3 separate regions of the Mus musculus genome follow, and regions 1 and 3 are each linked to region 2. A link is a contact called in public promoter capture Hi-C data. All regions are on one chromosome and are shown on one strand. Each heading gives the region's core, a stretch centred on a gene start, on an enhancer-like site or on the middle of the called end of the contact. The rest is flanking DNA. Distances are from core to core; before and after follow the strand shown. Region 1 overlaps Runx1 (runt related transcription factor 1). Region 2 overlaps Setd4 (SET domain containing 4). Region 3 has its middle 52 kb from the start of Gm30474.

What was found. Capture Hi-C pulls out chosen DNA fragments and counts their contacts.
Region 1: a contact with region 2 is called in a promoter capture Hi-C map of adipose tissue, with 5 times the contacts expected there. The contact joins two enhancer-like sites. A contact is called at or near these places in 1 of 39 promoter capture datasets (macrophages), 1 of 115 datasets of contacts at active chromatin or transcription factors (astrocytes) and 2 of 9 other capture datasets (adipose tissue and liver).
Region 3: a contact with region 2 is called in a promoter capture Hi-C map of adipose tissue, with 2.2 times the contacts expected there. The contact joins two enhancer-like sites. A contact is called at or near these places in 1 of 115 datasets of contacts at active chromatin or transcription factors (neural tube) and 3 of 9 other capture datasets (adipose tissue, liver and pancreatic islet).

What each region holds. Positions count from the first base shown.
Region 1 is chr16:92,742,568-92,745,267 of GRCm38.p6, forward strand. All of the region lies in intron 2 of Runx1 (runt related transcription factor 1), which reads right to left. Among named protein-coding and RNA genes, the nearest start is that of Gm30281, 18 kb to the right of the region's middle. Within about 2 kb of position 1,439, at least 27 of the 459 cell types and tissues checked have an H3K27ac peak or open chromatin away from gene starts, as enhancers often do. A contact at or near this core is called in adipose tissue, where this site is marked.
Region 2 is chr16:93,592,294-93,594,993 of GRCm38.p6, forward strand. It overlaps Setd4 (SET domain containing 4), which reads right to left. Exons shown (of 12, transcript NM_145482.3): 6 at 954-1,042. Among named protein-coding and RNA genes, the nearest start is that of Setd4, 10 kb to the right of the region's middle. Within about 2 kb of position 1,363, at least 13 of the 459 cell types and tissues checked have an H3K27ac peak or open chromatin away from gene starts, as enhancers often do. A contact at or near this core is called in adipose tissue, where this site is marked.
Region 3 is chr16:93,078,403-93,081,102 of GRCm38.p6, forward strand. No RefSeq gene overlaps it. Among named protein-coding and RNA genes, the nearest start is that of Gm30474, 52 kb to the right of the region's middle. Within about 2 kb of position 1,364, at least 33 of the 459 cell types and tissues checked have an H3K27ac peak or open chromatin away from gene starts, as enhancers often do. A contact at or near this core is called in adipose tissue, where this site is marked.

The DNA.
Region 1 (2,700 bases), core at 189-2,688, 850 kb before region 2:
GACACCAGGTCTTTTTGTCCTAGGAGTGTGAAACTTGCTAGCATTTCAGGGATCTCACTGTGAGCTCATTTACCAAGCCTTGGGCTTTTCTTCTCCCGCAAACAGGAACATGAAGGTCTACCTCGGATTTTCATAAGGAGGCAGAGGAATTTTCTGGCCCTTTAAGGAGTGTTGATTAGTAGGCGTCTCTTCCACCAGGCTCATAACCCTTTAATTTGTGTTTCTGGTTTGTCCAAGAGAGATTTGCCCTTTTCAACTTAAAATGAAATAAATGCAGTCCACATTTGCCTCCATGAGAGCGATGACCTGATACTATTAAAATACCATCTGAGAGAACTGGAAATACTGGATCCTTCCACCACGTGAGGATTATGGGCATCACTGCACCCAAGAGGCAGGAACGGCCCTCCTTCAAGTCTCTGAGTTCTGGTTATCATGCTTTCTCTAGCCTCGGTCATCTGATGAACGTAGCAACAAGCAAAGTTTCCTTCCAGAAACTTCACCCAGTCAGGACAGATGCTATCCCATGTTGCCCGAAGTCATGGCAGTGCCTTGGTCTCAGACAAGAATGGCAGAGGCTCAGTGATGGACTCGTAAGCTCATGGGAGAACTAGATCTACCCATGAGATATTGGTCTAACTCGATGTGGTGGGAAAACCAAGTGAGGATTAGAGTCCATTCAGGTGTGTTCAGTGTCTTGCTGTGCTAGGATGCTACACTGAGGACCAACAAGGCTGGGGGTGCCGCTCCCTGTGTGGAGCTCTAGATTAACACATAGAGGAGGTCCCGTGCTTTAGCCCCAGCATCTCACAAGCCAGAGGTGACCATCCCTATAAGCCTTGTTAAGACATTAAGCTCTACTATATAGCAAGTTCAAGGATAGCTTGAGATAGATGAAGTCCTTCTTCAACACACACACACACACACACACACACACACACACACACACACCTGAAAAAGCAAAACTAAACCCTAAGCCCCAAAGAACCCCCTTTATTGTTTTAAGCAAGTTTACAGTTTTATGGTAAGCCATACTCATAGCCATCTTAGGCTACATGCAGCCCTATGTTGTAGGTTGAACACTCTTGGTGCTGTCTGCTCCTTCTGCCTCAGAGACTTGGGGCAGTCTCCTTTTTGCTCCTGAGTTCCCACACCTGCCTTCTATCTCCAACCACCACATCTGTCTTGGGCTAGCCATCCTGAAGCCTATGTAAGGACGTCTGGGAACTAACTATGTGTCTACCAGCCTTGGGCTTTCAGTCAGCAGTGCTAGGCAGTTCACCATCTCTGCCCCCACCTCCTCTCTTTCCTAAGGTAAGAGGACTAAGCGAAAGTAGACACGGTTGAAAGTGAAAGGCAAGCCTGAGGCTGACCTGGGTCACACCTGTGGAGGGAGATCTCTGCAGCTGGAGACAACATCAAAGACACCAGCCCCAAGTGCGACTTTTCCTTCTTCCAGAAGGTTCAGGCCCTCTGCCCAGCAGTGCACCTCTTTACAGTGCACCTCACAACATGACACAGAACAAAACCAACTAGCTGACACCTAAGACTATCTGCCCACTCCCCCACAGGGTTTAACCTCTCTGAGCATACTGCAAGCCTGACAGTGGGACACACTTGCATGAGGTTCGAGGACGAATACTTGCCTTGTGATCCCCAATGCCGCCTGCCAGCCAGTCTTTCAAAATCCTTGCTTTCTCTGTATGCAAACTCTTAGCAAAGAGCCCTCTTGCATGCCAGAGCATATGCTCGGCAAGAGATGTTAGTCTCTGTTTGCCCACATTCTTTATCGAGGTCATTTTGCCAAAGCCAGATAACTGAAGACGAACGTGTGGAATCTAACTTCTTAGTAGTACTTGAGGCTAAAAATAGTTCGATTGTTTGATGTTTAGCTATAGATGGTGAGTCTCTTTCTTTCTTTTTTTATAAAGTCTGGAGGATTATTTAATGAGAGACACGTGTGGCAAGTCACAGCATGCAAGCTTTCTTCATCTCAGCAATGCAGAAAAATTCCTCAGACTCTGGGTTTGCCTTTGGAGGGCATTCTAAACCATGCAAAATATGGCGTGAGTTCTCAAGGAGGAGGAGGGGGTGGAGGGGGAGGGAAGACGAGGGGAAGGAGGAGGAAGAAGATGGGGGATGAGGGGGATGGGGAGTGAGGAAGAGGAGGACACAGCTGCGGCTACAAACTAGATGAGACTCTCTTGCCACCTCCATCCAATCATGAAAGAATCTGAGAGATTCAAATGCTGGAGATGTTCCGGTACTGGGATGCTCAGAAACCATTGTCCAGACCCCTACCCTGGCTGAGGCGAACCTCTCTACTTATAGGAACAGAGTGTGAGAATAGACTCCGGCATATGTACACTTGTTAGCTCTGGTGATTCCCCATATATTATTTATATTCGGTTTTCTAAGGCATCACACTGTGTCTCTCTGGTCTTCTGCTAATATGCTCACACATTAACAAGTGACCTATCCAAATCTGCCCACTCATGACTCAGTCTAGGGCTGTGCACATGTAGTTGTACACATACGTCCACTTAATTGGTCCATGGTTCGGGTTTCATAGTCACTGGACAATCACTTGCCAGCTGCTTCAAGGAGCTCACACCTTCCTCCACTCCACTCCAAGTTCAGGACCAGGTGTCCATTATGGCTAAGAGCTAGTCTGGATTGGGCTTAATTGACAGCTCCATT
Region 2 (2,700 bases), core at 113-2,612:
ATAGAGAGCCGGGGGAGGGGCCTATAGAGAGGGGGGGTAATGGGGTTCATAGAGAGCCGGGGGAGGAGCCTATAGAGAGGGGGGTAATGGGGTTCATAGAGAGCCGGGGGAGGGGCCTATCGAGAGGGGGGGTAATGGGGTTCATAGAGAGCCGGGGGAGGGGCCTATAGAGGGGGGGGGTAATGGGGTTCATAGAGAGCCGGGGGAGGAGCCTATAGAGGGGGGGTAATGGGGTTCATAGAGAGCCGGGGGAGGGGCCTATAGAGAGGGGGGGTAATGGGGTTCATAGAGAGCCAGGGGAGGAGCCTATAGAGAGCTGAGGGGTAATGGGGTTCATAGAGAGCCGGGGGAGGGGCCTATAGAGAGCTGGCGGTAACGGGGTTCATAGAGAGCAGGTGGAGGGGTATCCACTTGGGTTAAGGGTCAGCACCATCTTTGAACCCAACGTAGAAATAATTTCTGCTGAGGCTCTCCCTCCTCTGACTTCAGGGATGCTCTGAAAGCAAGGCTCACCACCACATGCCCAGGACGTGGCTCTCAACCTACAGCACCTACCCTCCCCCATTCCTAACTAAAGCTCTGCCCTAAGGTCAAATCTGTTCAAAGGTGAAGAAGCCAAGCTGGTACAACAGGGTGAACCTGGGACAGTGGCCTAGCATCTGCCAAGCTTTCTAGGGTAGAAGGAAACAGCCACACCATTGTCACGTACACCATCCCATCCCATGCTCACTTTCTAGTAAATAGGGGACAGGGTGAGCACCACATCCTAGGCAGCCTGGAAAACCTTGGAAACACAGTTCACACTGAACCAAGAACAACCCTGGAAGAGAATAAACCTTCAATCGTACTAAGTATTTCTCGGCTAGCCGAGAGCTGGGTCCTCACGCCCTGTGCTGCCGACGTGGGCTGTGAGCAGCACTGGCAGACACCAGGTGTGAGGTGTGGTCACTTACTTCTTAATGTAGGGCCCTAGGGAGCTTCGAATCACAGTGTCCGTGGTGAGCAGACAGCTCTCAGGCAGTGAGATCATCACCTGGCCCTCCTTGCCAAAGAGAAAGCAGAGTTTAGGAAGAACACTGCGGAAGTAAAACCTCAGCTTTACCAGGACAAGCAGTGAGGATGAGCATGGGCTTCAAGATTAGCTCTGATTAACCAAAGACCAGCATCGTGGAGATCAGATCTTCTGGGGGCACTTCCTCAGGGTCAGCACACGGAGGCTGGGGCCCAGTGGGGGAGCCAAGGCTGCACATCAACAGGGTAAACAACGTTTACGTAAGTGTCTGAAGCAACAGCTAAGGCTTGGCACTGAGACCCAAGAGAGGCCGCTGGTGACGGTGCAGCCTCTGTTGCAATGGAAATGCCAGGGCTGAAGGGCCATGGGAAGAAACAAGTTTGGCACTGTCAGAGGCCAGGAGAGGACACTGGTGAAGGTACAGCCTCAGCTGCAGAGGAGATCCCAGTATCCTGGGGATGCCAGGACCATGAGGTGACCACGAGGGACCGCAGCAGGAGTGGAGTGGAGCTGGCCTCAGCCTACAAGACAAGCTGTGGGTGTTCATGGATGGCAGAGCCCAGGAGATCGCGAGTGAGCTCCAGATGCCAGACAGCGAGCTCCAGAATCAAGAGGTACAATGCAGGACTTAGGCTTTGATTGAGCATGATGTGTCTTATGCCTTGGTTCTTCTCTTTCGGAGTGAGACAGCATTTAACTTGTTTTTCTAAGTCTCATAATTTTTATTATATCACATATTTTCATTGCATTCAACAAAACTCAGAATCTCTTTGAATCAGGTTCAAATCTATACAACTAAATCAGCCAACAAAAAATACTTTAAAAAAGAAAAAGAATTCAAACCACCAAAAGATACAGTATATATATTCACAACACATATAGAAGTGGAAGCCAGGCTGAGTGTGGTGGTGCACGCCTTTAATCCCAGCACTTGGGAGGCAGAGGCAGGTGGATTTCTGAGTTCGAGGCCAACCTGGTCTACAGAGTGAGTTCCAGGACAGCCAGGGCTACACAGAGAAACCCTGTCTCGAAAAAACCAAAAACCAAAAACCAAAAAAAAAAAAAAAGAAGTGGAAGCCAACAGAAAAAGACAACTAAGTAACAGACATACAAACTCCCGGGATCTGTCCATGTTCTCCTTTCCTCACTACACAACACACCTCAAACAGGTCTGAGGAGTCGGAAGAGTCTTGCAAGACTTCCTTAGAAGGTAAAGAAAAGTATTGAAAATGTGCTTAAATGTCTTATAAATAATATTAACGAGGATGGTCTCAGTATTCTGTCTGGCTTCAGCCTCCTCCTCAACCCTGCAGCACGTGGCTGCCTGCAGACTTTCTCTGACGTTGCGCCCCCACTTTACGGCATTATGATCTATACCAGTGATACCTGAAGGAGAAGTGAGAACTCAGCAGGATGGGTAAAGTCCCGCAGCGCATTAGCTCTACACGTCAGAGCTGCATTGTGAAAATAATCCACCTTTTCAAGTGTCATTCCAAATGACAGTCTACCTCAGTGAGGTCCGAATTGAGAGACTGCCTCCATCTGACTGACTTGTGGGCATATGGGTGGGACACATCCTACTGTGGGTGATGCCACCCTGGACGGATTGTACCATAAAGCAGGCTGAGCAAGTCATGAAAACCAAGACCCTAGGGAACAGCATTCTTCCATGGTCTCTGATTCAGTTC
Region 3 (2,700 bases), core at 114-2,613, 510 kb before region 2:
AAAGGACACAGCTTCCAGGCTGCATTTGGGGGCTGTGTAGAGCCTTTTCTAGACAGTTTTGGCAGAAAAAGCAGGTCAGACAGGACAGCAATACTCTGACTAAAGGATAGCCTATTAATGGAGGAGGAAAAGGCAGGAGAATAGATTGATTATACTTCATATCAAATCTGCTTATATCGTGTAAGCAATCAGTTGCCCATATAAGCGAGACTGCAATTACTGATGTTTTCATCACCAGACGCTGAGCATTCAATGCATGCTCCTGTCGTAATTAGGGAGCTCCTTGCGCTGGGGGCTTTTGTTTATTAGCATTAAGCTTGCATATGTCACTGTAGTGTGTGTGTGTGTGTGTGTGTGTGTGTGTGTGTGTGTGTGTGTGTGTGTATGTGTGGTGTTTGTAGATGTGTGCCCATGTGTCTGCAGGAGTGCTTGCTTGAGCACTCTCCTGCGATGGCTGTATGTTGAGTCAGGATGTCTCTCTCTCCATCACTCTCCGTGTTCGTTCTGAGACAGGGTCTCTCACTGAATGTGACTCTCATCAGTTTGCCTAGACAGATTGGCCACTGAGTTCTAGGGATCCTATCTCTGTCCCCTATGCTAGGGCTCAGATACACCCCATTCAGCTGGGCTTTTATGTGAGTGCAGGGGATCTGAACTCAGGCCCTTCCGTACACTCAAGGGAAGGCAAACCCAGGCCCTCCTGTAGCAAGCTATTTATCCACCAACCCACCTCTGCAGCCCCCGCCCCAGAGTTTCTGCATCTGAGCACTGGGCCTTTAGCAGTTTGCATTTGAGACATGCTACTCAAAAACAGCATCTACTGCTGACAGAAGGCACGACCTTGGATGACCATTTATTTAGGTGCCAGTGGGGCCAAGCTGTCCTGTGTCCTTTTAGGCTGCTGTCCACATCGATTCCAGTCAACAGCCTGTTTTAAGAAAAACTTAGGCAAGATTTAAAAAAAGAGAAAATTTGCTTTCCCTTGAGTAAACACGATAACCGAGAGCTCCAGCGGGTAAATAATGCATTTTCTAAAAGCCTTTACAAATGGGTCCTTATCCAGCAAGCTGCTTTTATAAACTCCTGTTCTTCCTAAGACCCGCGTCCTTATAAAATACCATGGCTCGAAAAAGATTCACAACCCTGCGGGATCGGGGATTTTCTTTCTTCTGGATCGTTCCCCCCTTCTTTCAACAAAGAAATGTATTTTCCTCCCTTCAGTAAGAGGAAAAAAATAATCTTTCTTGAAATACGATCCCCTCGGATAAATAATGGCAGTAAAAGTGAGGGGAAAGCGGGGGAGAGCACGGGCCCTCAGCGCGGTGCGCAGCACTTTTCTAATTGGAAAATGCTAAAAGGGAGTTTTCCTTGGAGGCCTCCCATCTGACTTCGGACCAAACAAAACAGCAGTCTGCCTGTGAGAGCTGAAGTCTTCATTCTTCTTGTTAAAGGGAAATGAACAGAAGATGAAAAGGTGGAGGTCTAAACCTACGTGCGCTCGCAGCACCATGGGAGTGGGCGTGTCCTCTGCAGGGGTATGCAGTAGGAGCTGCAGAGTATTAAGCAATAAAGAGCAGAGGCCTCGCTCCTATGAGGTGCAAAGCTGCACACTTAGAGGTCCTGGTGAAGCACCCAGCAACCTCCAGCCCCTCCCTGTTTTGCTTCTTTTTACTTGTGTTCAAACCTTCAGCTTTGGCTTTCCTATGCTAAAGGCAGCTTTCTGGGCTCTCCAAGTTCTGGAGTTTGCAGTAAGCACCTGCCGCAGGATAATTTGCTGATTGGTTTAAAAGCCAAACCATCTGTAGCTCAGGCCCCGCTGGGTCTTAAGGTGCTGTTATGAGCTCCACCAGGGGAAGCAGGCACTGCCGTCTCTTTAAATGTCTTTCTCTTCCTTAATGAAGAGCAGCACCTCTACAAGGCTTACACGGGATTAAGAAACACACATACAACTCTAGGTAGCGACACTTAATGAGGAAAGAGCCCATGGATTTGAATGAGAACATTCAAAGGAGGAGTGAATGGGAGGACTTGGGAGGATTTGGAGGGAGGACGGGTAAGGGGAAAATATACCAAAAGAAACTATGTAGTAGTTTTTAAAAAACACTAATTTTTTTTGTTGGTTGTGTGATTGACTATGTATGATCACTATTCCCTTTACATGTTAAAGTCGGTGTATACATGTATGTGTGTCTGTATGCAAGTTTGTGCATGTGCCCCAGCACCCACAGAGGCCAGAAGTAGCTGACTGAACCCCTGAAGCTGAATTTTCAGGCAGTTGTGAGCTGCCCAACGAGGGTGCCAGAGAGGGAACTCAAGGCCTCTGTAGACCAGAAGCTCTTAATACAAAGCATGAGAGGTCTTACTAATGAACCACGTCAGAGGAACCTTCTGAATTGTCCACACCTCGTCATGCAGATCCTCCCGACTTCTCAGCCGGCACTTTTAAACCATCTTGCATTGAAGCATTTGGCTCTCGGAGGTGGAGTGTGATCCCGACAGGAGAATGTTGGCAGTGTCTGGAAGAATACTTGATTATCACAAATAGAGGAGAACGCATGCTCTTGGCTCCTCGTGTGTAGGGAGCAGAAATGCAACAAACTGCTCCAAGTGCACAGCATGAGGATCCTGCAGGAAGAGGGTATAGTACTAAGGTGAGAAGTCCTACACTAGAGGCAGCCTACAGTCAGGAAGGTTCTGGAA